3 separate regions of the Arachis hypogaea genome follow, and all the other regions are linked to region 3. The links are chromatin contacts, called in public Hi-C maps. All regions are on one chromosome and are shown on one strand. Each heading gives the region's core, a stretch centred on a gene start, on an enhancer-like site or on the middle of the called end of the contact. The rest is flanking DNA. Distances are from core to core; before and after follow the strand shown. Region 1 holds the start of LOC112750626 (LRR receptor-like serine/threonine-protein kinase FEI 1). Region 2 holds the start of LOC114925359 ((+)-cis,cis-nepetalactol synthase NEPS3). Region 3 holds the start of LOC112750624.

Region 1 (3,151 bases), core at 556-3,055, 200 kb after region 3:
GTGACCTAGCAGAGATTGTTAAAATCAATTAGGACAGATTATCTCCTTTATTTGATACAGTAATCATATGTAAATATGTGATGCTTAAGATTCAGACGCGAAGAAATATTTGCATTAAGCAATATTCCAACAAAACAATATTCGTACTTCGTAGATACAATATAGCATAGCTGCACCTTAAAATAGCAGATAATATGACAAGAATTTGTTTTTGCTGTGTGAAGTACTTACACGTTTTTCCCAAAGGCTCCTAGTACTCCCTCGTCAGGGATTTCACCAGAAAAGAAATTCGTCGACAAGTTCCTAAGAAAATCAGGATCAAGCTTATTATTTTGAATGTTATGGTTATCAATATCATTATACAGTGCAAAATGAACTTACAAAAGTTGCAAATGTGTGAGCTGTCCAATAGAAGAAGGTATTGCACCCTTTAATGAGTTGCTTGATAAATCCCTGTATTTAAAATTCCCATTAGTTATAACCAAAAAATGAATCAAAATGCCATTATCTAATATATATTTTAACAACTTAACTGAAACCTGATATTAATAGTTCAATAAGAAAGTCAGATATGATTCAAAGCAAAAAGGATTTCGACAAAAAATGCGAAGAATTGAAAGAGAGGAAAGTATTACAATATTTTTAAATGCAATAGGTTTCCAATATCTGGCGGGATTCTTCCTTGAAAATAATTGGCTCTCAAGTACCTTTCATTATAACCAAATAAACTGTATCAGCCCTTACGCAAGAAAATTAAAGGGATGATCATGAAAAGCCAAAGCACTATTATTGTCTATTTCACTTACAATGCTCTTAGCTCAGTACAATTGGTAATCTCATTAGGAATAATATCATGTAAACCGTTCTGATGAAGTGCCCTGTTTCGATACAAACCAAGAATTGAATAAAATGAGGGTATAATCATAGATGTTAAATCTCCATTTTTGAGAATTGAAGTAGTGAACAAGTGGAAGAGGAAAACTACTTACAATCTCCGCAGTCGACTGAGTTTGCCTATGCTGGGAGATATGATTCCACCAAGTTGCATGTAAGGCAGATTTCTGAGGAACACAGGATAAACATACACGTTACTGTACCAGATTATTGCCTACCTAGTAACTATGAACTATACTCTAGTAACGGAAAAGACAAGAGAATGAAGAATATGAGCTTCTTACATACATGGAGCGAACTCGCTGTTCTTTCTCGGGATAACAGGTGATACCAGTCCATCTACAATAGGACTTGATATTAGAATGTTGCCAGTTACTGAGAAAATTCCTTGTGTCATTCAAACTGCTTTTGATTTCCAACAATGTGACACCTAGAAGATCAATGAAAAATCAAAAGTTTGAAAACTCAATCAATTAAAGTTACTTAGAACAAGAATGAAATGTGAAAAATCTAGCCAAAAGACCAAAAAGTAAAATAAAGGGGTCCATAGATTTTACCATCTTGTGAGAGAGCAAGAGAGGAATGGAAGTAAACAATGGTGGAAATCACCAAAATCACCCAAGCTACCAGAGCCCTTTCCATTTCCGGCTTATTCTAAATGGATTCTAGTTCAGATTTTGCAAAGTGAAGTGGGTGGAGAATGGAGTTTAGTCACTGGCTGCAGTCACTGAGAAAGAGTGAAGTGAACAGAGAGGATGATGATGAATCCATAGGTTGGTAGTGTGATGAGAATGGGGTAGACCTCAGGGGCTTGCCAACGTGCCATGATTGAACGTTCTTTAGCGGAAATAATGATTTGAACTTTTGAAGCATGCATGAAGAGAGAGAAAGGTAATGCTTGCTTTTTACTCCACTATTCGAAACAAGGCAAACTAAATTATAGTGATCTTTTTTTCGTTTTCTGTTATTCATTTATTTATTTAAGAAAAATACAGGTAAACAATGAGAATACTAAATAATGGATATGTTGATTGTTCAACTGAATAGGTACGCAGATGATTATGTTCATTATTTTTAATTGGATTATTATTTCTTTTAATTCGATTTACTCATGCACAGTTAACAATAGTTGAATGTTCAATTCATGTGCAAATAGTTATTCTAATATTAAGGTTTCGAAAGTAATTTAGTGTAGAGTGTTTTTAAATTTTATTAGGACAATTTTAGAGTCAATTATTCACATTATCTACAAAAGTGATTGTATAACTAACAAAGATCATTTATTTATTCTACCAGCGAATGCATTGTTCATGTCTTCATGAAACCTTAAAGCCAGTACCGAGTAGCCTAGCACAGCGTTTCAGTCCCACTATGGGTAGAAGAAGTGAAATTCGGACAGGAGGTCTAACAATTTTCAATTGTGATAAACTGATGATTTAAAACTGACAAATATTTTTAGAACATATAAAAGTTTTAAAATTAAAGTTAAATAGATGCACGGTATATTTTGCACTGCCACATAATAAAATTCAATAGAGTCACCAAAAAAATAATAAACTTCAATAGAACAACTAAAGTTGCGAACAACGTACATAACAGGCTGCGTTTTTAAGTTCAATATTCAGATAATAATTAATTAATTAAGAATTTTAATTTTAATTTTAAGAATCTGAATTTTAATTTTACTTTTTTTTTAATCTGTTGTTGGTGTTGTTACTATATACATTGTTCCCTTATACTTATGCAATTAAATGACTATATAAACAATAATGTATTTGAAAAGTAATTATTTTACTAAGATGACAATATATAATTGAATTTAATTTTGATATAGTCAGTGTAAAATAATTTCATGCCATATCAATAAAAATAACTACTTTTCACATTAACCATATAAATAATCATCTAAAATAATAGATGTGATTACACAACTATGTAAATTACACCGTCAATATATCAAAATTAAAATCTATATAATTATATGTTTATGTAAAACTCTTACACCTCAAATTTTTAAGTTATTCAATGTAAAAAAAGAAATTATTAGTTGTGCACATTATTTCCCTCGGTAAAGAAGTACCTTCAAGTTTCAAGCATTAAATATTAGGAAATGAAGACACAAAATGTTATCTATAAAGAAACAGAAAAATGAATAAATAGACAAGATTATTTATTCTCCAAATTAGTGTCCCAAAATTTTTTTAATCAAATTCGTCTTTTAAAAATTTTAAATTAATCATATTAAACCTTTTAAAAA
Region 2 (2,760 bases), core at 96-2,595, 140 kb after region 3:
ACGGCATGTGGACACCAAAAACGGTACCTTGTTATATATGTTAAATTTAAATGGAATTAATCTCTTATTTTATTAATTGATCAATATTTTTACTTTAAAGAAATTTGATCCTATTTTAAATTTGTAGATGTATTATATTCATAAAAGACAAAACAGAGTCATTCTATTTATTAAAGCTTGACACATTAATAAATTTACGTCTGAATTAAATTAACGTTTAAATATTTTTATTACATAAAAACTGTCTTCTATAAATATCAAACTAGTTTAATTTATTTCATGGTTAAATTTGTTAATATTTTAAAATATTATCAAAAATAGTAGTTTATTAAACAAAATTATTAATATTGGTTTAAAATTAGTATTCTAAGAACAGATCGAGATTAGAAATTAGTTACCGAATTTTAGTTTAGAACGAAGATTGGTCAATAATGAATCAATTAAAAAAATTGAAAAACAGTAAAACAACCAATTAATTAATTGAACTGATTTCTTTTTTTAATAGTTAATTAATTTAAAATAATAAAATATAAAAAATATTTAAAAAATATATATTTTATATATAAATATATTATTTTATTATATCCAATTCAACTCTAAATTTAACTCCAGATTAAATTTCAATTAAACTATTAAATTTCTAATTTTACGGATTCATTAACTTTATTGTCATAACCTTAATTAAAATAAGACAAAAGAAAGTGTTAATTATTTAACCTTTTTCTTCGATCATATAAATATTATTTCTCTTTCATCAACCCAAATCAAATCAACTAAACCATTAATAAAAAAAAGTGTTATGAAAAAGTAAATTTTGTAATTTATAGTTATCAATTAACTATCATTAATAATTTTGATGATATAAAATTATATCTAATTATTTAAAATTATTTATTTTTCTTTCTTATTAAATAAATACTGATTAGATATTAATAAAAATATTGGACATATTCGGCTAAATATTTATTTTTCTATTTAATAATAATTTTCCTAGATTTACTCTTAACTAAATAAGATTTCACATGTTCGGCTGGACTAAGGATTCCAGCGTTGCTGAACATGATATCCAGTTGTCCATGATTGTAGACAGTTGGCTGGACAAGGCTTTTCACTTGATCTTCGTCCGTTACATCGCAATGGAGGAAGGTGCACCTGTGAGTACCAATGGAGGCAGCTACCTGATTCCCAAGATCATCTTGGACATCCGCAACCACCACCATAAGGGCGCCCTCGTCGGCAAACACACAAACAGTCGCTTCCCCGATGCCGCTGGCGCCGCCTGTGACTATGGCCACTTTTCCCGCTAACTTTTTACCACCGCTGGGAGATGCTGATGTTTTTTCCATTTTTTTATGTATAGGTTTGGTGACTAGTCTCGTTATCTGCAGAGATTGATGAAGGTCGCAATTATTATTATTATTATATATTTATGTTCTCACATGCATCCATTAATTATTGGTCACTACCTAACCTATCTTTGTCTTCTATCTTTTCTTTATATATCAAAATTGACAAAATAGAGATCAAGAAAAACTCGAGTGTCTTGACTGTTATAGCATTATAGCTTAAGAAAATTAAAATAACTATAACTTTATCGCAAACAACTTTTATATTTAAATTGGAAGTCCTCTCTCCTCGAATCCAAGAGCTCCTCTAGGGTTTGAAGGAGTGTAGTGCCAAGTCCATTCCATCGTGCTCACATCTGTCTGTAACATTGAGTCATAGTCGCCTGAATGTAGTCCCAATATTGACCAAAATCTGACATAAACACAAAATATTATCATGTTAGGAAAAAAAACAACGAAACAGTAGATCCCAATAATGCTTCTGTTGAGTTAGAATTGATTTTGATATAGTGATATATGATGACAAACATTTATTATTGGGTTGAAAGCCAAAATGTGTGCTAACAAATTTAAGAATAAAGTGATAATCAGATCCTCAAAGATGTTGACCTTAGACTAATTAGTCTTTAAAGAAAAAAAAGTATTAATTAGGTCCTCCAAGATAGTAAACGGTGGATATGTATGTCCTTTTATCAATGAATAGTGCGAAACGAAATATAATTATCCATGTATTTCATTATTTACAGTGGTACATGTCTCATTACTGTCATATGAGCAGAAAAACGATGCAATTTTAGACAGTGAAGCATTTATTAGCTTGAGTTTTCATATACCCTTTATCAATTGATCTCTATTTAATTATTTATCACAAATTTTATCAAAATAAATGAAATTTCGCTACAAAAGTTGTTATATACATGACTATCTTTCATAGATAGACACCTCAGAGTAATTAACAGTACATATAAGCATCACCGTTAAATTTTAGTTGATGAATTGATAGAAAGACATCATGTGTTTACCGTTTGCTATCCTGTAAGATCAAATTGGTACTTTTTTTTCTTTAAGGACTAACTAGTCTGAAGTCAAAATCTTCAGGAACCTAATTCCAAATTTAATTAGTGAACCAGACCCAAACAAGAAGCACACATAACTATTCTACATGAAGGCTTCAGTCCATAGGAAGGATGAACAAAAATAAGATTCACCATGCTTTTGGGCCATCAATTGCTGATCTCTAATCAAGACTAACAAGCACATTACAAGCCAAAGAAAAAATGCTCAGAATTGGTTTAAGCTAAAATGAAAACGAGATCTCTAAATATTGGCATCAAAAGGGAAAGAAAGAAAAAGTCAAACAATGAAGCCTAAGACAAATAAAAAAGAATATGTGCGCATAAAGCTGGATATGGCA
Region 3 (2,983 bases), core at 250-2,749:
CTCATCACTGCATTAGAATATTCTAAGCCTATATTTCTTACATCTTAAAATCAATTACTGTGAGGAAAAGCCCGTGGATAGAGAGCTTTGGATCAAAGTTCTCTAAAATTAAAAAGTTAAATAATTAAATAAGGAGTTAAATGCTCTTAAATTAAAATAAAACTCATATATTGAGAATTATAAATCTCCGAACTTCTGTGGGTAAAGTACACACAAGGTGGGACTTGATTATGATTTAACACAAAATCACTTGTTCATACAGCCTTCCTTGTATAAGAATATGGCAATCTAAGATCGAACAATCAAACCAGGACAATCATATCCGTCCACAACATGCAGTGCAATCGATGTATCTAAGTATCTTCTTACAGGCAGTCAAATATTGTCCCTTTCGTTTTCCATCAACACATCAACCCGAGGGGGGGAGATAAAAAAGGCAAATCACATCTTTTACCCCCAAAATCAACTAACTAACAATATAATGTACATTTGAACTAAGAATCAATCAGCCTCTTGCAACCCATCGAGCACAACAGACCCAACAAACAACCCAACCGCGCCAACTCCAAGTACGGCGGCGACAACCGCCTGTACTGCAACAAGAGCAGCGGAGTCATCAGGGATGAGAACAATCGCCGCGATGGCTGCGACGACGGCTGGCAGCGCCGCGGAGGCGAGGGCGGAGGGAGAGAATCCGGCGGCGTTCTCGAGCAGGCTGAGCAGTCCAAGCTCCTCGGCTTTCGAGAAGACGCCAAGCTTCTCGATGGAGGAGAGCGTGAGTCCGAGCTCCTCCGCCTTGGAGAGCAGCCCCGCCTTTTCGACGTTGCTGAGGACCTTCCTCTTTTCCAACTTCTTGAACACGTCCACTTCAACTTCCTCGCTTCCCTCGTAGAAGATCCCCGCCCCAAACCACTGCTTCTCCCAATTATCGTCGTACTTGTTCACCTTCAAGTATGAAACGATTAAAAAGTTAGTTAGACGGTTACGTAGGGACGTACAGGTGTTATGATTTGTTGGTTAACAGTCACGGATGCAGAAAAATTAGTTAGTCATGCAGTTGAGAAGTTAGTTATTGGCAGTTAGAGATGTTAGATATTGAAAATATAACAGAGTGGTGAGAGGTGAGTTGTGGGTTTGTGTAATTCTTTACCTTCTTTTTGGGAGCCATGGCGAGGATGGTTAAGGGTTTCCTGGCGGTGGCGGTGGCGGTGAGAAGGGAAGGTTTGCGGCGGAAGGAGCTGAAGGAGAAAGTGGTGTGGTTGTTGTGGAGTGATCGAAGAGAAGGAGATGAAGAAGAGGCAGGAACTGCCATGGATGAGATGGGTTTGGGGTTTCGGTTTCGGTTTGGGAGCTTGGGTTGCAGGAAGAAAAGGGTTCTCTGCTGTAGTGCTGTTGGTGTCTAAACTGCCACGTGGGACCACCATGAAATACTAATAACCTTGTTTCTCCGTAACGCGATCTTCTTGTTACATTTCCACCAATCAGATTGAAGATAGCTTTATCTTTGGCTACCTATCAAAAGCTTATAAAGACATAAGGAAAGTTGAAATGGGTCAAACTAGTCGACTAGTTTGTGGATTTTTACTCTTAAAATTAAATTCCTTTAAATTTTAGGTTAAGCGAATGAGAGTTCAATTAATCTGAAGAGGTTAAAAGAGCTGTGATGACCATGAGTTCATTTAAAGCTCTAGGGTCAGATGGATTTCAAGCAGTTTTCTATAAAGAGTTCTGGGACTCTCTTAGCAACGATGTGTGTAGACTGGTCAAGCGAGCCTTTGAGGGTGAGTCATTGAATGCGGCTATTTTCGATACTCTTATTGTTCTAATTCCTAAAGTGGAAGTTCCCTCTTCCTTACGGGAGTTTCGGCCTATTAGCTTATGTAATGTAATTTATAAAATTGTCACAAAGGTTCTAGTTAACAGGTTCAGACCTTTTCTGTCGGAGATCATTGGTCCTTTGCAAGGAGGGTTCATTCCAGGAAGAGGAACCACAGAGAATATTATTATTGCTCAAGAGATTATGCACTTCATGAGGAACACCAAGTCTCGAAAAGGGACCATGACATTCAAGATTGATTTGGAAAAAGCTTATGACAGGGTAGACTGGCGTTTTCTGGAAGCTACTTTGGTCCGGTTTGGGTTTCCAAAGGCTACCATTAATCTTATATTGAATTGTGTGACTTCCTCTTCGTTGGCAGTTTTGTGGAATGGGAACAGGCTCCAAAATTTCAATCCGAAGAGAGGGTTGAGGCAAGGAGATCCTATGTCTCCTTATCTATTTGTACTCTGTATGGAAATGCTTACCTGCTTTATCTCTCATAGAGTTTTCCAAGGTTTGTGGAACTCAGTTGCGGTTTCTAGGAATGGACCACGACTCTCTCATTTGATGTTTGCAGATGATCTTTTGCTTTTCTGTAAGGCATCAAAAGCTCAAGTAATAGAGGTCATGCATTGTTTGGACTTGTTTTCTAGAGCGTCAGGTTTAAAGGTAAATCTTCATAAGTCAAAGGCCCAGTGTTCCAAGAGGGTGTCGGAGAGGAGAAAAGAGGTTCTCTCAGGGGTCTCTAACATCCGGTTCTGCAATGATTTGGGTAAATACCTGGGAATTAACATCGGTCATGCCAGAGCTTCCAGGAAGACGGCTCAGGAGATTATTGAAAAAATTTCGAGAAAGCTCTCCAGTTGGAAAGGACGCCTACTGAATAAGGCAGGGAGGCTTTGTCTTGTTAAATCGGTTATGGCCTCTATCCCAGTTTATGAAATGCAAATTTCTCTTCTCCCGAAGTATGCATGTAATAAAATTGATTCCTTGATGAGACAATTCTTGTGGAAAGGCCAAGCGACTGGAAAAGGGCTGCCTCTGGTCAGGTGGGAGGTCGCCATAACTCCTAAAAAGGCAGGAGGATTGGGTATTAGGGATACTTCCTGTGCTAACATGGCGCTTCTGGAAAAGTTGGTATGTGATTGTCTAAATAATAGTGAG

Evidence for each region. A called contact is a pair of places that touch in the nucleus more often than the background predicts.
Region 1: a Hi-C map of leaf shows a contact between it and region 3, with 4 times the contacts expected there. The contact joins the promoter of LOC112750626 here to the promoter of LOC112750624 in region 3. A contact is called at or near these places in 2 of 8 Hi-C or Micro-C datasets (both in leaf).
Region 2: a contact with region 3 is called in a Hi-C map of leaf, with 3 times the contacts expected there. The contact joins the promoter of LOC114925359 here to the promoter of LOC112750624 in region 3. A contact is called at or near these places in 5 of 8 Hi-C or Micro-C datasets (leaf and an unstated tissue).

The regions. Positions count from the first base shown.
Region 1 is chr15:127,363,239-127,366,389 of arahy.Tifrunner.gnm2.J5K5, forward strand. It overlaps LOC112750626 (LRR receptor-like serine/threonine-protein kinase FEI 1), which reads right to left and starts at 1,806. Exons shown (of 13, transcript XM_072216743.1): 1 at 1,452-1,806; 2 at 1,179-1,324; 3 at 990-1,061; 4 at 807-878; 5 at 636-707; 6 at 382-453; 7 at 232-303. The coding sequence starts at 1,291.
Region 2 is chr15:127,310,080-127,312,839 of arahy.Tifrunner.gnm2.J5K5, forward strand. LOC114925359 ((+)-cis,cis-nepetalactol synthase NEPS3) reads right to left here and starts at 1,346. Exons shown (of 1, transcript XM_029292963.1): 1 at 972-1,346. The coding sequence starts at 1,346. The coding sequence ends at 972. It overlaps LOC112750625 (a long non-coding RNA gene), which reads right to left. Exons shown (of 4, transcript XR_011872230.1): 4 at 1,387-1,758.
Region 3 is chr15:127,165,970-127,168,952 of arahy.Tifrunner.gnm2.J5K5, forward strand. LOC112750624 reads right to left here and starts at 1,500. Exons shown (of 2, transcript XM_025799422.2): 1 at 1,151-1,500; 2 at 152-945. The coding sequence starts at 1,312. The coding sequence ends at 502.